3 separate regions of the Mus musculus genome follow, and regions 2 and 3 are each linked to region 1. The links are chromatin contacts, called in public HiChIP or PLAC-seq and promoter capture Hi-C maps. All regions are on one chromosome and are shown on one strand. Each heading gives the region's core, a stretch centred on a gene start, on an enhancer-like site or on the middle of the called end of the contact. The rest is flanking DNA. Distances are from core to core; before and after follow the strand shown.

Evidence for each region. Promoter capture Hi-C pulls out the DNA fragments that hold promoters and counts their contacts. HiChIP or PLAC-seq counts read pairs in DNA pulled down with a chosen protein or histone mark.
Region 2: a contact with region 1 is called in a promoter capture Hi-C map of pre-B cells, with 2.7 times the contacts expected there. The contact joins the promoter of Asb6 here to the promoter of Urm1 in region 1. A contact is called at or near these places in 3 of 39 promoter capture datasets (erythroid cells, liver and pre-B cells), 2 of 115 datasets of contacts at active chromatin or transcription factors (pancreatic cancer cells and thymic regulatory T cells) and 1 of 9 other capture datasets (liver).
Region 3: a contact with region 1 is called in an HNF4G HiChIP or PLAC-seq map of pancreatic cancer cells. The contact joins the promoter of BC005624 here to the promoter of Urm1 in region 1. A contact is called at or near these places in 2 of 39 promoter capture datasets (liver and pre-B cells), 1 of 484 Hi-C or Micro-C datasets (CD4 T cells), 1 of 115 datasets of contacts at active chromatin or transcription factors (pancreatic cancer cells) and 1 of 9 other capture datasets (adipose tissue).

The regions. Positions count from the first base shown.
Region 1 is chr2:29,825,402-29,828,874 of GRCm38.p6, reverse strand. It overlaps Urm1 (ubiquitin related modifier 1), which reads right to left and starts at 1,486. Exons shown (of 5, transcript NM_026615.4): 1 at 1,440-1,486. The coding sequence starts at 1,474.
Region 2 is chr2:30,826,850-30,830,106 of GRCm38.p6, reverse strand. It overlaps Asb6 (ankyrin repeat and SOCS box-containing 6), which reads left to right and starts at 1,807. Exons shown (of 6, transcript NM_133346.2): 1 at 1,807-2,033; 2 at 3,009-3,184. The coding sequence starts at 1,921.
Region 3 is chr2:30,980,682-30,984,179 of GRCm38.p6, reverse strand. BC005624 (cDNA sequence BC005624) reads left to right here and starts at 2,239. Exons shown (of 9, transcript NM_144885.2): 1 at 2,239-2,402; 2 at 2,638-2,697. The coding sequence starts at 2,320. It overlaps Usp20 (ubiquitin specific peptidase 20), which reads right to left and starts at 1,901. Exons shown (of 25, transcript NM_028846.5): 1 at 1,782-1,901.

The sequences.
Region 1 (3,473 bases), core at 237-2,736:
TCCTTCTCAGTTCTGCTGAAGCTGGTCAAGGCATCAGGAAGTCCCCTCATAGCCCAGTTTGGGAGGTGGGAGGATACCGTGTTAGCTGGGCTAAGGTTCGAAGAGGTAAAGCAGTCAGGAAGCCAGACCAACCTAATTGGATCCAAGCAGCAAGACAATATCATCAATTAAACTGCACTTAACATTCATGAGACTACTCCCTTCCAAGGGACAGAAATGCTGAACACTGCAGGGACTAGACAGAGTGCTATTTATCTTTGTATCCTTGGTGTCTGGCTCACTGCCTGGCACATGGTAGGCACTCAATAAATGACTGGTGAATGAACTGCCTAGTGAAGGGACAACATGAAAGGAATGGGGGGCATCCAAGGCGAAGAAAGGCATTTGGAAGGAATTTTACATCTCTCTCTACCCTTGAGTTTCCCTTCACTTCAACCTTGGCTTCTTCATCTACACACACACACACAAACACACACACACCCCTAGCTTTTCCATAAGATTCTAGAAACCAACCACCCATCTCTAGAAGCCTCAGTTCTTTGTTCTCAGCTTCCGAAGAAGTCTGTCTTCTGCAGGTTTTGAAACCATGACAAGCATTCTGTGTGTTGGAAGAACACAATGGTGATTTGAGACAATCTTCACTTTTCCCCGTGTTCCTTCAAGTAGTGATGTGTACCCGGATTCTGAACCTTTTCACAGTAAGGATAATATACTACCAATGTTAGTCACTCCCTCCGTGGCAGCTTATTTACCCCGGTAGCTCCTCTGGACTCTGCAGAAGACACTTACCAAACTACTTTGCAAAAGATTAAAATCTAATTAAAACTCCAAGGTATGCCGGGCGGTGGTGGCCCACGCCTTTAATCCCAGGACTTGGGAGGCAGAGACAGGCGGATTTCTGTGTTCGAGGTCAGCCTGATCTACAGAGTGAGTTCCAGGACAGCCAAACAGAGAGGACCCCTGTCTCGAAAACACACACACACACACACACACACACAAGGTTTGAGAAAGAGGAAGGTCCTGTCTTGGCCAAGACTTCCCCTAGGAAGGCACTAGGCGGGAAGACAGAACTGAGATTATTCAGCAGGGTTCGTCTCTACTCGTGCGCTCCCCTTAGAAGCTCAAAAACCAGACAAGGCGAGTCGGGCTCGGAATGGCACGGGTGAAACATGCCGGAAGACCGCCTGCTCACTGTCAATGCCTCCCAGTCCTACATGATACAGAGCAAGGCGAAGGATTCCAAACGCATCTCCCTACCCGTGTGTGCGCCTCAACTCTCGGACTCACGGCCTCGTCACCCACAGAGACCGCGTCAGTCAGAGGCCAGGGGATTATCCCGGCTCTCGGAGGGCGACACAGCCTCGGCAGGCCAAGAGAGGTCCGGAATTCCGAGCCTTATGGCTTCGCTCCATCCCCAAGGCGCCCCAGATCTCACTCACCCGAACTCCACCTTCACACATAAGGGCGCCGCCATGTTTAGGAAACCAAACTAGCAGGACACGCCCTTTAACTTCCGGAGCGCCCGTTTATTTCCGGTCGCCACCAGGAAGCGTAAACGGAAGAGGCGGTACGGGGTGGGGCGAAATCCGTTCGTTACTGCTCAGCTATTGGACGAAGGCACCCGCTCAGTGGGCTGCGGAATTGATTGTCTACATTATTTGCGGACCTGGCCAAAAAAAAAAAAAAAAAAACCGAGCAGGAAGGGACTTCCTGAAGAAAGACGTCTAAGGGGAAATTCATCAGCATCCGATGACATGATTGTGAGCCACGTACTGTTGATCTTTCATTGGCTACAAATCTGTTTTTAAGCCACGCATGGTGGCACACGCCGTTAATCCTAGCCCTCAGAAAGGCAGAGACGGTGGATTATGTGAGTGCCAGGCCAGCCTGATCTACGTAGGGAATTACAGGACACCCAGGGTTCAAAAACAAAACAAAACCAAAAACAACAAAGAACCCACAAACAAGAACCCTGTCAACCCAGCTAACATCGCTTAAGGGAGTAAAACGAGGTAACTCCAAATTCTTGTTTCTGACCCTGTTGTCTCTCTCCGGAGCTGCCATCTTACTATGCAAACATCTGTGTCAGATGATGAATTGTATGTCTTCTACTCCACGGTTACTGAGTTAACAATGTGTCTGGCAGATTGGTCCTGTGGAGAGTCAGTAATAACGGCTGTAACTGAAGTTCTTGTCTCTAGGTCTCTCCGTGTAGCAGGGAGACGGGGAGACAGCCGTAATCAAATGTACAAACCATGCTAATAAATGTGAAATCCTAAACTGAAATAAATTTTCCGATGTTAGAAAATTAGAATTATAGAGATTTGTGAAAAAAACGCTAGGGCTGTGGAGATGGCTCATCTGATAAAGTACTTGCTGGGCAAGTGTAAAGATCAAAGATAAGATCCCCAACCCAAGTGAAATGATGGTTAGCATGGCAATACCAGAGCTAGGGAGGTGACGATGGCTTCCTCAGGGCAAGCTGGCAACCTACACTAGCCAATGAGCAAGCTCTGAGTTCCAGAAAGACCCTGCCTCAATACATAAAATAGTGGACTACAGAGATGGCCCAGAGGTTAATAGCACTAGCTACTATTCTAGAGAACCCAGGGTTGGTTCCCAGCACCCACATGGCAGTCCTCAACTTTAACTCCAGTTCCAGTTACATATATTCAGGCAAAAACCAGTACACTGAACCGGATGGTGGTGGCACATGCCTTAAATCCCAGCACTTGGGAGGCAGAGGCAGATGGATTTCTGAGTTCGAGGCCAGCCTAGTCTACAAAGTGAGTTCCAGGACAGCCAGGGTTACACAGAGAAACCCTGTCTAGAAAAACAAACAAAAAACAAAAACAGTACACTGAAAAATATAAATCATATATATATTGGAGAATGATGATTTAGGAATACACCCACATCCACAAACATGAAGAAAAAAAAAGATAAGAAAAATGTCAACTGGAGATGTAGCCCAATGGTACAGTGCTTGCACCTGCTCAAGGGTCTGGGTTTGGTCACAGTACCAGGTGGTATACATATGAGAAATACCAAAGTGGACTGTCTGGGCTCTAAATTTTTATTAGAGTTAGCCAGGTAGTTATGAGGAGAACATAAGTTGCAAACTAACTGGAATATCGAGGGAGCAAATTGGAGAGCAGAGAGCTTGGCCAATGGTAAGGCTAAAAATGTAGGCAGGAGGCCAGGCCGTGGCGGGACACACCTTTAATCCCAGCTCAGGAGGCAGAGGCAGGCAGGTCTCTTGAGTTCCAGGACAGCCAGGGCTACACAGAGAAACCCTGTTTTGAAAAAGCAAAACAAAACAAAAAAGTAGGCAGAGCCAAGCTATGTCTTGTAAAGTCTGGGAGAGAAGGAAGGCTATTGAAGCCCTGAGGAGGAGGGATGGAACTGTTCTAAATGCATTTTTTGGGGGGGGGGGGGTGTAGGAGTTGGCAAATTACCTGCCTAGAATACAC
Region 2 (3,257 bases), core at 558-3,057, 1.0 Mb before region 1:
GCCCAGTTCTTCTTACTCTGCCTGTCCCTTCTCTCAGACACTGGTGACATCAAGATGCCTTTCATTGGACCTCGGCCTGTGAGAGCCAGGCAAGTGATCAAGTCAGAGGTGAAGACTGGCTGGAGAGACGGATCAGCCATTAAAGGCTAGGCTAGGGGAAGATGGTGAGGCCAAGGCCAGAAGGACCACACCTAGATTCACCTGTTGCATGGGGTTTGTATTCTGCCCTCTGAGTTCCACTGAAGCTCTAGTCTGGGGACCTTCAAAGTGACCTTATTTGGAAGAAGGGTCTTGTAGATGTCAGGAGGCTAAACTACTGCTATTCTGGATCAGGGCAGCCTCCAAAGCCAAGTGCTGGAGCCACTGAGGAAAGGAGAAGTGACCTGGACAAAGGCACAGACCCAAAGCAGGAAGCCACGATGTCCAGTCTTCATGGTGCTGGGTATGGAACTCGAGGCATTCTGCTCGGTGAGCCAACTCCCAGGCCCAAAGGGGAACTTTTTTTTTTTTTTCCCCATGAATAGGGATGTTTTGCTTGCATGGCCATATGTGCATCACTTTTGTGCCTGTGCCCACAGCGTCCAGAAGAGGGCACCAGATCCCCTTGGCCTAGAGTTATGGGTGGCTGTGAGCCACTATGAGGGTGTTGGGAGCTGAACCTGGGCTGATCAAGATCTCTCCAGTAACCTGCCACCCTCCACCCGACTCCTCCCCCCTCTTGGAGATAGAGCCTCACTATGTAGTCCTGGCAGGCTAAGAACAGAACCTAGGTCCTTTGCAAGAGCAGCCAGTATTCCTAATTGCTGAGCCATCTCTCCAGCCCCTGTACAGATTTTTTCCCCATTATTCCCTTAACAACCCAATAAACAATGACCAACCTGGTGTTTACTCTGTTGGGTGCAGAGTCCCATAGAGCTGAAATAGGTCATGAGAGGAGCTGTGTACCCATTCTGTGTAAGATCCTTGGCCACTGGGTTTGGTGTCCTGGGCTATCCTGGAACCAAGCCTAGCATCCCAACACTTGAGAAGTGGAGGCAGGAAGGCTCTTGGTTAAAACAAAGAAGAAATTTTGTTCCAAGCCAGTAACTCTATGGCAGATGGCAGGTGCCAAGCAGAGAGAACACAAGCCCCCATAAGGGATTGGAGCTACACCTATGATGGTGCAGCCTCAGGACCATTGACACCTCCCCATAACTGACCTTTTTAGAGTCATCAGGGCCTTGCCGCAGGACTCAAAGTTGCAGCCACTCAAATTTGCGTAGGGGGACGCTACCTGGTACAGTCCTTTCTGCTATGTCAAAGCTTCCTCCTGCTCAGGGTCTAGGCAAGTGATATTATGCCAATTTTCCAGATCAGGACATGAAGGTTCACAGAGTCCCTCCAGTGAAAAGTGGGAAAAGTGGGCAGCCTGTTTGGCTAGGCGTCAAGGGACAGAGAATAAGGAACTGCCCCCAGCGTCTGTGGGGAAGAGTTGGGGTGCAAGATCCTCATTACGCCACTTGGTCTACACAGTGGAGAAACTGAGGTGGTTGCAGCCTTTCCTTAGAGAGTGGCCAAAGTCAAGTAGGCTGCAGAAAGTAGTGTTCAGGCTCCGAATAGGGCCTGTGTCACCTCGGATTGGAGCCAGTCAGTAGCGGGGCCGCATGCCCCGTCGGAGCTCAGACGCCCTTCAGCGGCCTCGCGGGGAATTTCAGTGCGGGGCGGAGCCGGACAGTGATGATCGCCGCGAGGTCCTCCCCGGCGGCAGGGGGCAGTGTGACTCACATGCTCCCTCAAAGGCCCGCACGGACCGGAAGTAGGAGTGGTAGGATAACTTCCGGTGCGGAACTGGGGCCTGGGAGGATTGCTCACCGGCGCGGGGTCTGAACCGGTAGATCGGGAGGTGGTGGCCTGTGGGTGTCGGAACACGCGGCCGACGCCATGCCGTTCTTGCACGGCTTCCGCAGGATCATCTTTGAGTACCAGCCCCTAGTGGACGCCATCCTTGGCGCCCTGGGCATCCAGGATCTGGAGCGGCAGGAGCCCCTGGATGAGTAAGTCGCTGCGGTCCTCTGTGGTTGTCGCAGCGGGAGTGGGAGCTGCGTGGCCGCGAGCTCGAGCTCCAGCCTGAGGCGGGCTCGGAGTGTCTTGTAGGGCAGAAGACCCGGGCCTCTGCTGCCTGTGCATGGATGCTGGAGACGTCCTGGCTGGGGCCGACCGGACTTTCGGCAGACAGCAGGCCTCTCCGAGAGCCTCTGGGGAAGCAAGCCGGTGTGGTCCGTGTGCCCTGTGCAGACCTCCTTGGGTACTCGGAGCGCTACGCCTTCGGAGTGCTTGTGCTACAGAGACAAGCGAGCACCCAGACCGGCATCGCGGTCTGAGATGCAGAGTAGGGTGGGGCAGAGGAGCTAGCAGTCTCACCAAGGATGTCTTTTCTAAACCACATCAGCCCTTTCCTCTGCGGCCTACTCTGTAAATGCAGTGCCAGGCGTTTTTAAGAACTCGGAGGCGGGGCCGCAGGGCTGCACAACAAGGCGCTACTGCCCTCCTTTGGCGGAGCCCAGCATATTTAGGAGGGCTGCCCCAGATAAGCGTTTTGTGTCCGGGCGTTGGTCAGATCTTAGGGCCCACCTGTTGCAAGAGGTCTGGTGGGTGAGATTAGGGCGAAGAGCAAGTAAGGCGCGTCGTGGCCAGGTGACTCTGAAGGTGGTGTTTGGGCCGTTGTCAGAGCTGGGGTAACATATGGAACAGCGTCCAGGCCCAAGATGCACTTAGTAGGTAGTTTTGTCTAGGAAGGGTGAGAGCTTTAGGGCTACCCTCAAGGTGGTGTGAGAGAAGATGGGGCAGAGCCAGCACTTTGACAGCATGCTGAAGGATGGCTTTGAAATCACTTAATGCTTTTGACCAAGAAAGAGTTGTGCCCCACAGAGCATGCGCAGCTTGTGTGGATGCTTGTGAAAGGGCACACAGGCTAGGGCCACTGGCCCCCGTGAGTTCCCACTTTCTCTGTTCTGCCTCTTGGTGCACAGTTCTGCTTCCAGCGAGGAGAGCCGGATCCTGGTCCTCACGGAGCTGCTGGAGCAGAAGGCTCACTCTCCATTCTACCAGGAAGGCGTGAGCAATGCGTTGCTGAAGATGGCTGAGCTGGGCCTGACCCGGGCAGCTGCTGTCCTTCTGCAGAGTGGGGCCAACCTCAATTTCGAAGGTCAGCAGCATCCTGAGGATGGGGGTGGGGTGAGGAGGACTAGGCAGCCAGGCCCAGCCACTGCTTTTCCTCC
Region 3 (3,498 bases), core at 990-3,489, 1.2 Mb before region 1:
TGTCCTGGGACTCACAGAGATCTGCCTGCCTCTGCACGTGCCATCGTTACCCAACTCAAATAAGCACTTTGGAATGCTTACCATGACGAGGCCATCCCAGATGTGACTGCTCCTTAAGCATCCATCCAGCTCCGCAGAAAGTCAGCACCCATCCCACCTGTCATGCCAGACTAATATCTGAGACCCCTCACTTTCCTGGAGGCTCCTTTCCAGAGCACTTTTACTTCCAAAAACACTACTCAGAGCGACTGCAGTCTCTGTATCCAGCACCTAGGTCAAATTTCCAGCTGCCACACTCCAAGCGGCACTTGTGTCAAACGAGAATCAACTCCGTCTGCCAGAGCCCAGGGAGTTGGTATCACCTGGCATTCTGGCTTCAAGGATGGGAATGCAGATACAAACAAGGGACAACTTGTTTGTATCAGATGTCCCTCTCTGTATCTTCAAATGAGGAATGTCTCAAAATGCTCTTGACCTTGTGACTTTCCTTGGAGGCACCAGAGAGGCCCAGTACCCTAGAGGTTAAGGGGTAAGGCATGGTTAGGCAGGGAAATTAAGAGCCACCTCTGAGCCTGTGAGAATTGTACACCCAAGTCCCTGGATTCATGCAGCAGTTCCCAAGGTGCCTCTTTTTCAGCCAACAGAGACATGGTGTCCAATGACTGCCATCGACATCTGAAGATGGTTGATCTAATCTCCAGTGGGGTCAAGACTTTTGATACTTAATGCCTCTTTGATCAAAGCTAAAAGGCTGTTTCAAGACATCCCGAGTTTTCTCTTTGTCCCAGTCTAAGGGGAATATGACAACTTCAGAAAAAAAAATGTTCTGGAAAAAAGCCAAGGCATGGCAGACATGCCCTCCCTGCTTCAGAATAGTCTTCTGGAAAAAGTGTCCATCAGCCCCTCCCCCAGCCCATAAGCTGGCACACCAGCTGCAGCAGCAGCAGGGAAGACCCACAGAGGCCCGCTGTCCCTGAAGCACACCCTGCAGCTGTGAAAGCTCTGTCCCCAACCCAGCCTCACCTCCCAGCTGCAGAACTTGAAGTACGGGTTACTTCTCTTACGCCTCGGTAGCCTCGTTTTTTGAAAGAGAGACCCAACTGCATCTACTTCGTGGGATTTGATGGAAGGCTTCTAGAAGAGACTGCTTACCCCAGTGCCTGCCACAGTTAAGTGTCGAGTAAGAAGCGCTGTGCTCCAGAGGAAACTAGTAATTAAGGAGTCCCTAAAAGTCCCATGTGAGCTATTACGCATGCACTTATCCATCTTATAAGTGTTTATAGACACCTTTAAAAACTAACTACCGTCGCAACATCTCGGGGGTGTAAGGTGCTTATGGCAGAGCGACAGTCCTCCAGGCCAAACGAGTCCTCCCAAGCTCTCAAAGAGCAGTCCCTGGCCTCTGAACGTCAGTGGTACCTCTCCTAGGGACGAATGGCTGCAGGCCAACCTGGTATGGACAGTCAGCACCGGGACTGATATTCACCCCCGGCAAGGTGATCAGCTTTTGTGAGTGAGGAATAAATGTGCACGTCCGAGCCCTGGAGCCCGAGTGGCCTCCTGCTGGCCTTCCAAGCGACGTGCGGCCTGCTCAAAAGCCAGAGCCGTGGGGGTTCGGGGCGGGCACGGGAGTCGGTGATGGGATGATAGGCGGCGGGGACCTCTTACCAGGTCCTGGCCGCCCCGCAAAGCCAGGCCTCCCCTGCTCCCAGCGGCTGGACGATGATCCCCGCTCTAGCGGCCCAGCCCCCGGCAGCAGGCAGCAGCCGTCAGAAACTCACCTGCCGTCGCAACCGCGCCGCCTGTCAGTCAAGCTAGCCCACCGCGGCGCTGCCTAGAGTCTTGTGGCTCTGCCTGCCACGCCCCGCCTCCTCACCGTCAGACGTCCAATCGGGAGAGCCTATGCCAGGAGCGGGGGCGGTGTCACAGGTCACAGCCTACTAGAGGGCGGTACCGGGCACGCCGGAGGCGTGGCCGTGCGAGTGGTGAGTGCCCAAGCATGCCGGGAGTCGGGGGAGTGGCCGTGCTGCTGGGGTTTCACCGTGTGGTTCGAAGGCCGTCCTGTTGAGCGGTGAGCATGGTTACTCGATGGGCGTGGTCGAGGGTGTGGCCACGCGGCAATACCTGCCCTTGCTTTTCGGAGTTCGGAGTGGTTGCCTGCCCTGCTGAGGCGGGGCCCTACGGGCTTGGGGTGTGGCCTGGCAAGGCGGAGGCGGGTCTGAGTGCAGCCGACGCTCTGACGACACTTCTGCGCGCCGGAAGAGAGAGGTTCCCTGGACTACGCGTCTGGTAACGCAGCGCCAAGGGTCTGGTTCCGCTATGCGGATTACTGGGAAAACATTCCGCCGGCGCCGGGCTGACTCGGAGTCGGAGGAGGATGAACAAGAATCAGAGGAGGTTCGGTACGTGTTGCTGAGACAGGCTTGGGACTGGATACCGGCCAGCGCCACGCAGAGGCTCCTAGGGATAAGGCCACATCGCGGCTGGGAGAGGTGCCCCGGGGTCGCATGGGTCTGACTGCCGATGACCACTGGATCAGGGACTCGGCAAAGGGACATGTCCTTAGAACGGAGTTTGGCTTTTGAGTTCCGCAGGTCTCAACCTGTGCGTCACTTTTTATTCCTTTTTTTCCCCCAGGCTAAAACTGGAAGAAACCCGAGAGGTGCAGAACTTGCGGAAGAGGCCAAATGGGGTGAGGTGGGTACCACGGGGGTGGTCGCGGCGTCATTGATTTCCAGCTAAAACAAAAATTTCCAGCTAGGGTCGCAGTCACAAATCCCTCCTTTGACATACAGTTCTACTGATCATAGAGGGAACTAAGGTTCTTTATAAATGTTTGTCACATGCCCTGAACCTGATGGTCTATGGGTCTGCTCCAAGTCACTAACTGTAAATTTTAGCTGGACTGATGAATTGTGATTGACAACGTGTTAAGAGATAAGAATTTGGGAAACTTAGGTTAAAAAGTATAATAAATAAACAATAGCCTGGTTTGGTGCAATCCTATCACAGGGAGTTTGAGGGCAACCTAGGCTTCATAAGAAGAATAAAGAAAAAGAAAAAAACTTGAGGTAGAGAGACAGCATTTATAATAATATTTCCATTTATTTCCCACCTATTTCTTTTTTAGTTTATCCCATGCTTTTAAAGAGTTAAATCATCATATTACTGTGAGCCTCTGACCATGGTGTGTGTTTTCCAGAAAACCTTTTTAGAAGGCTGCGTCGTGTGCATTGCCAGGGGTGTGCACTATAACTTGCTACCAGATTGACTGGGATTGTGTGCTGCCTCACACCTAGACTCCCAGACTTGAGAAACTGAAACAGTGGGATTACCATGAGTTTGGTGCCAGCCGGGCCTGCAGAGTGAAACTGGTCTCAGCATCAACAAGGCCCATCCTAGTGCCATAGCACTGTAGTCCCAGCTGTGTGGGAAGATCACAGGTTTAAGGCCTGACTGAGCAACTATGAGACCTGGGTCATAAAGTAAACAAGAAAT